Regions from separate parts of the Mus musculus genome. Here all the other regions are linked to region 2. The links are chromatin contacts, called in public HiChIP or PLAC-seq maps. All regions are on one chromosome and are shown on one strand. The core of a region is the stretch at or near the end of the contact, and the rest is flanking DNA. Distances in the headings are between cores, read along the strand shown. Region 1 overlaps Kazn (kazrin, periplakin interacting protein). Region 2 has its middle 19 kb from the start of Gm52493. Region 3 overlaps Fhad1 (forkhead-associated (FHA) phosphopeptide binding domain 1).

Region 1 (2,700 bases), core at 173-2,672, 1.1 Mb after region 2:
TCCCTGGCCACCTTTTGAGCTCTCTTTCTGTGGGGCAAATCAAAGACCGGCAAACCCATCCGTTTGGGTTTCACCTGTAATTTTACAGTAGGGGGTTTGATCAGTCCTGAATATATATTTAGTGATAGGCTTGGCTAATCTTTCAGTCTAATTATACTCATTAACATTTAAATGTATAATCACTGTTATATCTGGCCATGGCTGTCTAAATATTTTATAGAGATCTTAAGTACAGTAGACTTCCTGTATTGCCATGAAACTCCCATTCCCCGCCCCAGTTTAAAAGATGGCGCAGGTGGTTCCAGCCCCCCCCTCCTGCACCCCCACTTTGGTTGGAGATGTCTGGTTCCTAGGGTAACAGCAGCAAAGTGGGGGTTAGAGAGAGGCTCTGAGACAACCTTTCCTCTCTCTTCGTGGGGGTGTTACCCATCACAGTCGGGGACACTGAATGGAAGAGTAGTCTCCCAGGCAGGATCATAGGGATGCTGGTGTAGAGGTGACCCTTGCTGAGGTGAGACGGCTCTCTCGCTGTGTAAAGGCGCTCACCAGTGTGTAAACGTCCACCGTCAGGCTTGTGGACCTGAACTCAGTCCTCAGGACCCACACGGTGGAGGGAGAGCACCAGCTCCCGCCAGCTGTCCTCTAACCACACACTTTCTATGCCATACGCAAAACTCACAAAATAAGTAAGTGTTACAAGTATCATTTTAAAGTCCAAATGGGGAAGCAGCGGGAAGAAGCAGCTCTCAGTGGACAGTGATGGGCAGAGTGTGTTTTGTGATACCAAAAGCCGGTCAGGAATGGGGCTCTGACCCTCAATGCAAGGAGAAGGCCTGTTGTCACACCTGCCCCCTATAGTAACAGCCAAAGAACACCTGGGAGCTCTCTGTGCACGCCCTGGGCCTGCATGGCCAGGTCGGGACTTCCTCAGGACACTGTCTCCCCTACTTCTTGAGAAAGGTCTCTCATTAGCCTGGAACTCAAGAGATTTTTGCCGACCCCTGAGCTCTGGAGATTCTCCTATCCTCGCTGGGATTAGAGACACACCTTGCCACACCCAGCTTTTCAAATGTGGGTTCTGGGGATTCGAACTCGGGTCCTTGTGTTTACAACAGGACTGACTGAGCCATCATCTCCCCAGCTCTTTCCAGCTTTTGAGCAGAAGTGACCACAGGGATGAGGACTGATCAGACCACTCCTGCACGGGAAGAGTTGGTGTGTGTGTGTGTGTGTGTGTGTGTGTGTGTGTGTGTGTGTGTGTGTGTGTACTCATGCATGCGCACATACGCACCCATTCGTCTCTCTGCGTGAGTGAATGCGTGCGTGCATATGTCCATCCCTATGGCAGATACTAAAAGGCTACAACGCGGTAACTTGCTCTGGGTCTCACTAAAGCATGGCAGAGCTGGGGCTTTGAACCCAGGCCATCTGTCCTGGGATCTGCTCTTGAATGTTCCTGTTCCACAACTGCGCGCTTCTGTTCTGTACTTGGAGATTGGCTGTCACCTGCATGGAACTTTGTAGAGCCTTGCCGCATCTCCCATGGGAAACTGCAGTCCTGAGGGCAGTCCCCAAATCACTGGGTGCCCCGGGCCCCTTCTGAGGACCAAAGCCCAGAGAAGGTGCCAGACTGAGCTCCTGAGGCCACTCAGCTTGTTGTTTTGCAACCTGACGCCCTGGTCGTCTCTCTCTCAGGACGGGACTGAATACAAGCCATTGTCTTGTTTGCTAATGGCCTCACACACAAAAGTCGCCCTTTAAGGATGCCGCTCACTGGAAGGGAGGGGAGAAGAGTTGACGGCCAATGTGGTTTCCAGAAATATCCTTTTCAAGTCTAGGGACTGTTGGTGCTCACCCCCTCCCCCACCCCACCTACCCCCACCTGCTATTTTTAGGAGGACTTTCCTGGACTCCCCACCAAAACCTGGAGAACAAACACATCCCATCATGCCCTGCCCCCCACTTCCCTCCTGCTGATGACCTCTGGGGGAGGGGAGGAAGCGCCACCCGCCAGGGCTTCCTGGTGTGAGGAGGGTGAGCGCCCTGCAGGGACTCTGATTGTAGTTTGCGTGTTAATCTCTTCCTTGGCTGGCCTGGATGGCCTGGCTTTCCCCTACTAAGACTCTGGCCCTACTCTCGCCCTAGGCTCCAAGACTGCTCGTCTGGCACCCTCTAATCGAGTCCACTGCCGACAGCTTTCATCCTTAGCCTGGAGTGGTTAGGCACAGCCAGGCAGAAACACCAGCATGTGCAGCCCGGAGCTCTGCTCCTCTCTAAAGCTCTGCCTCATAAAGAAAGCTTCCCCATTCGACACTCGGAGCAGAGCGTAAGGGACTTTTCCAGGGTCACACAGCTGGTATCTGCAGAGCCAGACTGCTCAAGTTCCCTGTGCTATAAGGGACATTTAAGAGCTTAAAAATAGGGCTGGAGAGATGGCTCAGCAGTTAAGAGCACCGACTGTTCTTCCAGAGGTCCTGAGTTCAATTCCCAGCAACCACATGGTGGCTCATAACTACCTGTAATGGGATCTGATGCCTTCTTCTGGTGTGTCTGAAGAGAGCTACAGTGTACTTATATGTAATAAATAAATAAATAAATGTTTTTTTAAGAAAGAGCTTAAAAATAGTTTAAGAATTGGGACTTTAGAATTTCCATGAAAAGTCAGGGTGTATGGGGTTACAATACCTAATGCAATTAGGG
Region 2 (2,700 bases), core at 52-2,551:
TATCTCATCCTGTAGTTAAACATTCATAACGCAGGATTGTGGACCACTGACTTCCTGGCACAAGCCAATCAGAAGCCGACCCCTGTGACCTCCCCAGCACCCACCAATGAAATTTTAGATTACCTAACCCACTCTCTAAATATAGCAGAACTAACTAACATAGTAGCCAATCAAAGTTCTACTAATGTCACTGTTTGGCTCCTACCAATCCCATTCCAGATTACCTACTCCTTCTAGAGAGTTTCCCTGCTTCCCTACAAGAAGGCCTTTGGGCCTTTGTCTGAGGTCGCCATTTTGGAGAATGGTTGACCCGCACCTGCTGGTCGTTTCTATAGAATCAACCCTCTCTGTCTTTGTGCACTGAGTCTGGGGTCTTCCTTCAGCGCTTTTCGGACCCTTACAGTGCAGGAGTTACAGGCAACTGTGAACAACCCAGGTCGGGTGCTGGAAGCTGAACTTGGGGCCTCTGCCATTTCTCTAGCCCTGAAAAATCGTTTGATAAAACCCACCCTCAAGCTGTACAACCTTCAAGATTGGTGTACATCCTTTATAGTCCTCTCTCTTCAGCCTAAAGGGTTCTCCGCCTGGCTCTCCCTGCACCACCTCAGGTCTTCCATCTGTGGCTCCCCCAAGCCCCACCTCTCCCCCGCTCCCCCAAGCCCATGCCAAATCCTGTCAGGAAATTGCACCATCTTTCAGCCCTTTCATAATCCTTTCTTGTATCTAAAGCATGGGCCCCAAACTTCACTCTGTACAAAGCAGCATGGCAGGGTAAAAAAAGCCCAGAGGAACCAGCTCACCCCCAACTGTCCTGGACTCGGCTGACTTTAGCACTGATAGGCGGGTGTCCCAGAAATTTTTTCAGCTCTTACAGACAGTCAGACAAGAGATTTTACCTCTTTAAAAGGCAACCTCCGTATTCTATCTCCTGTCATCTTAACTCTAACACACCTCAGCATCTTAAACAAAACCAAATCAACCCCCTCCAAAAAACCCACAAAACCAAAAATTAAATGTAATTGTCCCACTTGGCCACGAGGCGGCGCCATGGTCTACATAAACGGCATTGCTATTAGAAAGGAACAAAATAGTTCAGAATAGCAGGAAATTTAAAAAGCTGTCAATGTTTATGTTTAGAAAGAGGATGAAAGGAGGAAGAGGGAAAAGGCGATTAAATGAATGTTATTTCTGCTGCTAAATTCGAAAACAAAACAAGATAATGCTGACACTGGCCGTCCAGTGACCTTGTGAAGTGAGAAAACCGATAAAGTAGCCTGAGGTCACAAAACCGTGTCATAACTGGAAAGTCTGGAACTTTCCGCAGGTTTCAAAGGTCTATCTGCAGCTGAGCAGTAAGGGAAAATAGATTGGAGCCAATGCTGCGTAAGTAAAGGAGATTTTGGTGTGCATCCTTAATGGGGAGGTGGAGGAAGTGACAGCTAAGACATGTTCAGGATTCCAAGCCACCAGCTTTAGTTACCTTTTTACAGCTCTGACAAAAACACCGCGATCCCCGACCCCCGCGGCGGCGACTTATAAAAGAAAGCATTTAGCAGGGCGTGGGGCCACCATTTTACATTCCATTGCTTGCGAGGCAGAGGCAGGCGTGTCTGTGATTTTTGAGGCCGGCAGGATTTACACAATAAATTCCAGAATAGCTACCTGAAACTTCCCCCATTACTCATGCAGAAACTATCTCCACGTGCTAATCACTTGCAAATCAAACAATATTATCTGTAAGGAAGTCTCCTTTCAGTGGCCAACAAAGAACTCAATGTTTTTTTGGAGGTGACTTGTCTCATAATGTCACATTAGGACTCTGTATTTTTTTTTAATTTTACTTTTATTTATTTTTACCCTACAGCTTTTACATATATATAATATGTAAAATATTATATATATATATATAAAACGACTTCCATCTTTGGGTTTTTATTGGATTCCTGAATGTGCAAACAAGTGTGTCACTGTGTCGTCTAGATCTGTTTCTTGTGGCTTCCCTTGGGTTCTTTTCCTTCTGTGTGTTTCCTTTGCCCTATTCTTATCTGAATATTATTTTGTTATTATTCCTTAGATGCCAGTTTGTCTTCCAATGAAGGGGGAAGGTAGATCCAGATGGGGAGGGACTGGTGGGGGGGGTAGAGGGAAGGGAAACCATAATCAGAATATATTGTATGAAAAAAAATCTGTTTTCTTTTTTCTTTTTCTCTTTCTCTTTTTTTTTTTTTTTTGGACAGGGTTTTTGTCCTGGAACTCACTCTGTAGACCAGGCTGGCCTCGAACTCAGAGATCCGCCTGCCTCTGCCTCCCAAATGCTGGGATTAAAGGTGTGCACCACCACCACCCAGTTTGGAAATAAGTCTTTAATTCAGTTAAATTTAGATTCTTTTCTGATTTTCTTACCCCTACATAGTCTAAGAAAATGAATTTTATTTATCCTTATCTCCACCCACCCCCCTTTGAAGAAAAACCTCTACAATAACGTTCCCTGTGACGTGGAGTTGACTCCCAGTTTCTGCCTTCTTGACATCCATAGTCTGAGAGATAGGCCGAGCTGTCAGGATAATGACTCTGCTCCACGGTGTCTCATCTGAGACAATTAGAGCATCGGGACTGTGCACTAGGTGGCTGTCTCTGTCATCGTCTGCTTGCCCATCATGGTTAGAACTAGGCTACTTTTTTTTTTTTTTTTTGTATTGC
Region 3 (2,700 bases), core at 112-2,611, 1.2 Mb after region 2:
CCAGCTTTCTATCTTAAAAAAAAAAAAAATGTGTGTGTGTGTGTGTGTGTGTGTGTGTGTGTGTGTGTGTTTGCCATGGCATATGTGTAGAGGACAGAGGACAACCTCAGGTGCTGTCCCTCATCTTCCACTTTCGAGACACAGGATGTCTTCTTCGTCACCGTGTATACCAGGCTAGCTGGCCCATAATCTTGGGAGACGCCTCCTGTCTCGTCGAAATGCAGGTGGTTACCTGAGGCCCAGACAGCACACACTCACCCCATGTCAAGTGGGAAGAGGCAGAGAATCAAGTGGAGCCAGAGTTGCTTAAAGATAAATCCTGTCCCCTTAACCAGGGCAGGCAGGGAGCAAGCTCCGGTCTCTGAGTGTGGGAAATGTGCTCCCCCCACCCCGCCCCGTCTACCCCCCCCCCACACACACACAAGAGCACTGACTCAGACTAGTGAACTCGAGGGAGGACAGTTTACAACTTAACACTTGCCTCAATGCTGACCAGCGTGGCTGACCCATGACTGAGCACAGAGAACAGTTACTGTGACCCCAGTGCAAGCCCTTTCCTCATTGGCTGAGTGACCACGAGTACAATCCCAGCGGTCGGTCGCTGGAGCCTTCTCTTTTCCTTTCCTGCTTACATTTGTCTCTATTTCATTTGTTTAAAAGATTTTTATTTTATTTTCACTTGTGTGTGTGTGTGCGCGCGTATGTACACATGTTTTATAGCCTGTTCATTTTAAAGCTTGTCAAGCACAATAATCTTTATAGCAATACTATATAATATATAAATTATTATATACCACATATTATAATATATCACATACAATATGTTATATAATATAATATATAATGCATTATATTATATAGTATGTAATATATAATATATAAAAATATATGATGATAATAATAATCTTGATAATCTTATACTCTCATTTTGTTGCTGTTTGTTTTTGCTTTTGTGACATGGTCTCTCTATGTTGCTCTGGCTGACCTGAACTTACTATGTAGATCAGGCTAGCCTGGAACTCAGAGATCCGCCTGCCTCAGCCTCCCAAATGCTGGGATTAAAAACGTGCGCCGCCATGCCCAGCCCTTCCTCTGTCTTGAGTTCATGTGGACAGGCAATTAGAGTCTGGGTGAGGAGCCAGAGTCTCTGTTTGTCTGCATTTGGACCTAAGCTGGCTCAAGGCACTTTTTAAAATGAACAATTATTTTATTTCTTGCACTGAGCAGAGTCCAGTAACTGCCTTGTACATGGAGTTTTATCAGGACACAGCCTTGCCTGTTCATGTGGCTGCTGCCTCGTGCAACTTCCTGATCCGCTGGCAAAGTCAAAAATGCTTTCTACCTGCCCCGCTGTGAGTTTACCAACCTTCCCTGGGAACACTCTGCTCAATCCCTCAAAGAAGAAGGGACTGAGCCCTCTTCTGTTTGCCTAGGGCCGTGCCAGTTAATAATTTACTCAGCTAACTGAGAAGGAGAAAAAAATAGACTTTGAACAGTTTTACCACTGTCTCTTTAAAAGAGCAACGGTAGATATACATATGCAAATATGCATATTTGCATACGTGGCAATATTACCACCTTGAGGTAACTGGTAAAAGGGCTAGGTTATTGATATGCAACTGTACACCATTAGCGTTATCAAAGGAACCTGGTCCTTTTTCTGGGAGGTTTTCTTTGAGCACTTTGGAATGTTTCTGAAATGTAATCTTGGAAGCAGGAAAATGGGTTTGTGCCCTGAAGCAAGCTGTAATTTAGTGGTTCTCAACCTGCGGGTTGCTACCCTAAAAGTAACAAAGTTACAGTTAAGAAGTAGCAACTAGGGCTGGTGAGATGGCTCAGTGGGTAAGAGCACCCGACTGCTCTTCCAAAGGTCCAGAGTTCAAATCCCAGCAACCACATGGTGGCTCACAACCATCCGTAACAAGATCTGACTCCCTCTTCTGGTGTGTCTGAAGACAGCTACAGTGTACTTACATATAATAATAAATAAAAAAATCTTTAAAAAAAAAAAAAAACTAGGGGGCTGGTGAGATGGCTCAGTGGGTAAGAGCACCTGACTGCTCTTCCGAAGGTCCGAAGTTCAAATCCCAGCAACCACAAGTAGCAACTAGGGGGCTGGTGAGATGGCTCAGTGGGTAAGAGCACCTGACTGCTCTTCCGAAGGTCCGAAGTTCAAATCCCAGCAACCACATGGTGGCTCACAACCATCCATAATGAGATCTGATGCCGCCTTCTGGAGTGTCTGAAGACAGCTACAGTGTACTTACATATAATAAATAAATCTTAAAAAAAAAAAAGAAGTAGCAACTAAAATAATGTTATGGTTGGCGTCACCACAGCTTGTGGAACTGTGTGAAAGCAGCATTAGGAAGGCTGAGAACCACTGCTGGAACTGGGGTTTGTGGCTATAGCTGGTTGATTAGCTTTTTATTTACTTCCTGTTTTGCTAAGTTTTCACTACCCGTCTTACTCTAAATCTCTCCCTCCCTGGGCTACTATTTTAAGTTTCATGTGCAATAAGCCTGTCAGAACCTGCAGCGCGCCTTGCCTGTGGGCACAGGGTGGCACTTGCGTGAAGTCTCAGGGAGCATTTTGTCCAGGAAGTATTAGTGTTGTCACGTGTCAGGAACCCAGATGGAAAGCATATGCTTCGGGCGTGGCTTGATCCAGGTGGTCCACGGATGCTCAGAAATCCATCTC

The links. HiChIP or PLAC-seq counts read pairs in DNA pulled down with a chosen protein or histone mark.
Region 1: an H3K27ac HiChIP or PLAC-seq map of embryonic stem cells shows a contact between it and region 2, with 5 times the contacts expected there. The contact joins two enhancer-like sites. A contact is called at or near these places in 1 of 39 promoter capture datasets (hippocampal neurons), 20 of 484 Hi-C or Micro-C datasets (B cells, the Ba/F3 cell line, the C2C12 cell line and 14 more) and 4 of 115 datasets of contacts at active chromatin or transcription factors (astrocytes and embryonic stem cells).
Region 3: an HNF4G HiChIP or PLAC-seq map of pancreatic cancer cells shows a contact between it and region 2. The contact joins two enhancer-like sites. A contact is called at or near these places in 1 of 39 promoter capture datasets (liver), 2 of 484 Hi-C or Micro-C datasets (cerebellum and cerebral cortex), 1 of 115 datasets of contacts at active chromatin or transcription factors (pancreatic cancer cells) and 1 of 9 other capture datasets (embryonic stem cells).

The regions. Positions count from the first base shown.
Region 1 is chr4:142,165,678-142,168,377 of GRCm38.p6, reverse strand. The region is part of intron 5 of Kazn (kazrin, periplakin interacting protein); the gene reads left to right. Among named protein-coding and RNA genes, the nearest start is that of Gm35581, 40 kb to the right of the region's middle. Within about 2 kb of position 1,422, at least 74 of the 459 cell types and tissues checked have an H3K27ac peak or open chromatin away from gene starts, as enhancers often do. A contact at or near this core is called in embryonic stem cells, where this site is marked.
Region 2 is chr4:143,237,307-143,240,006 of GRCm38.p6, reverse strand. No RefSeq gene overlaps it. Among named protein-coding and RNA genes, the nearest start is that of Gm52493, 19 kb to the right of the region's middle. Within about 2 kb of position 1,301, at least 62 of the 459 cell types and tissues checked have an H3K27ac peak or open chromatin away from gene starts, as enhancers often do. A contact at or near this core is called in embryonic stem cells, liver and pancreatic cancer cells, where this site is marked.
Region 3 is chr4:141,998,557-142,001,256 of GRCm38.p6, reverse strand. All of the region lies in intron 2 of Fhad1 (forkhead-associated (FHA) phosphopeptide binding domain 1), which reads left to right. Among named protein-coding and RNA genes, the nearest start is that of Fhad1, 12 kb to the left of the region's middle. Within about 2 kb of position 1,361, at least 103 of the 459 cell types and tissues checked have an H3K27ac peak or open chromatin away from gene starts, as enhancers often do. A contact at or near this core is called in embryonic stem cells, liver and pancreatic cancer cells, where this site is marked.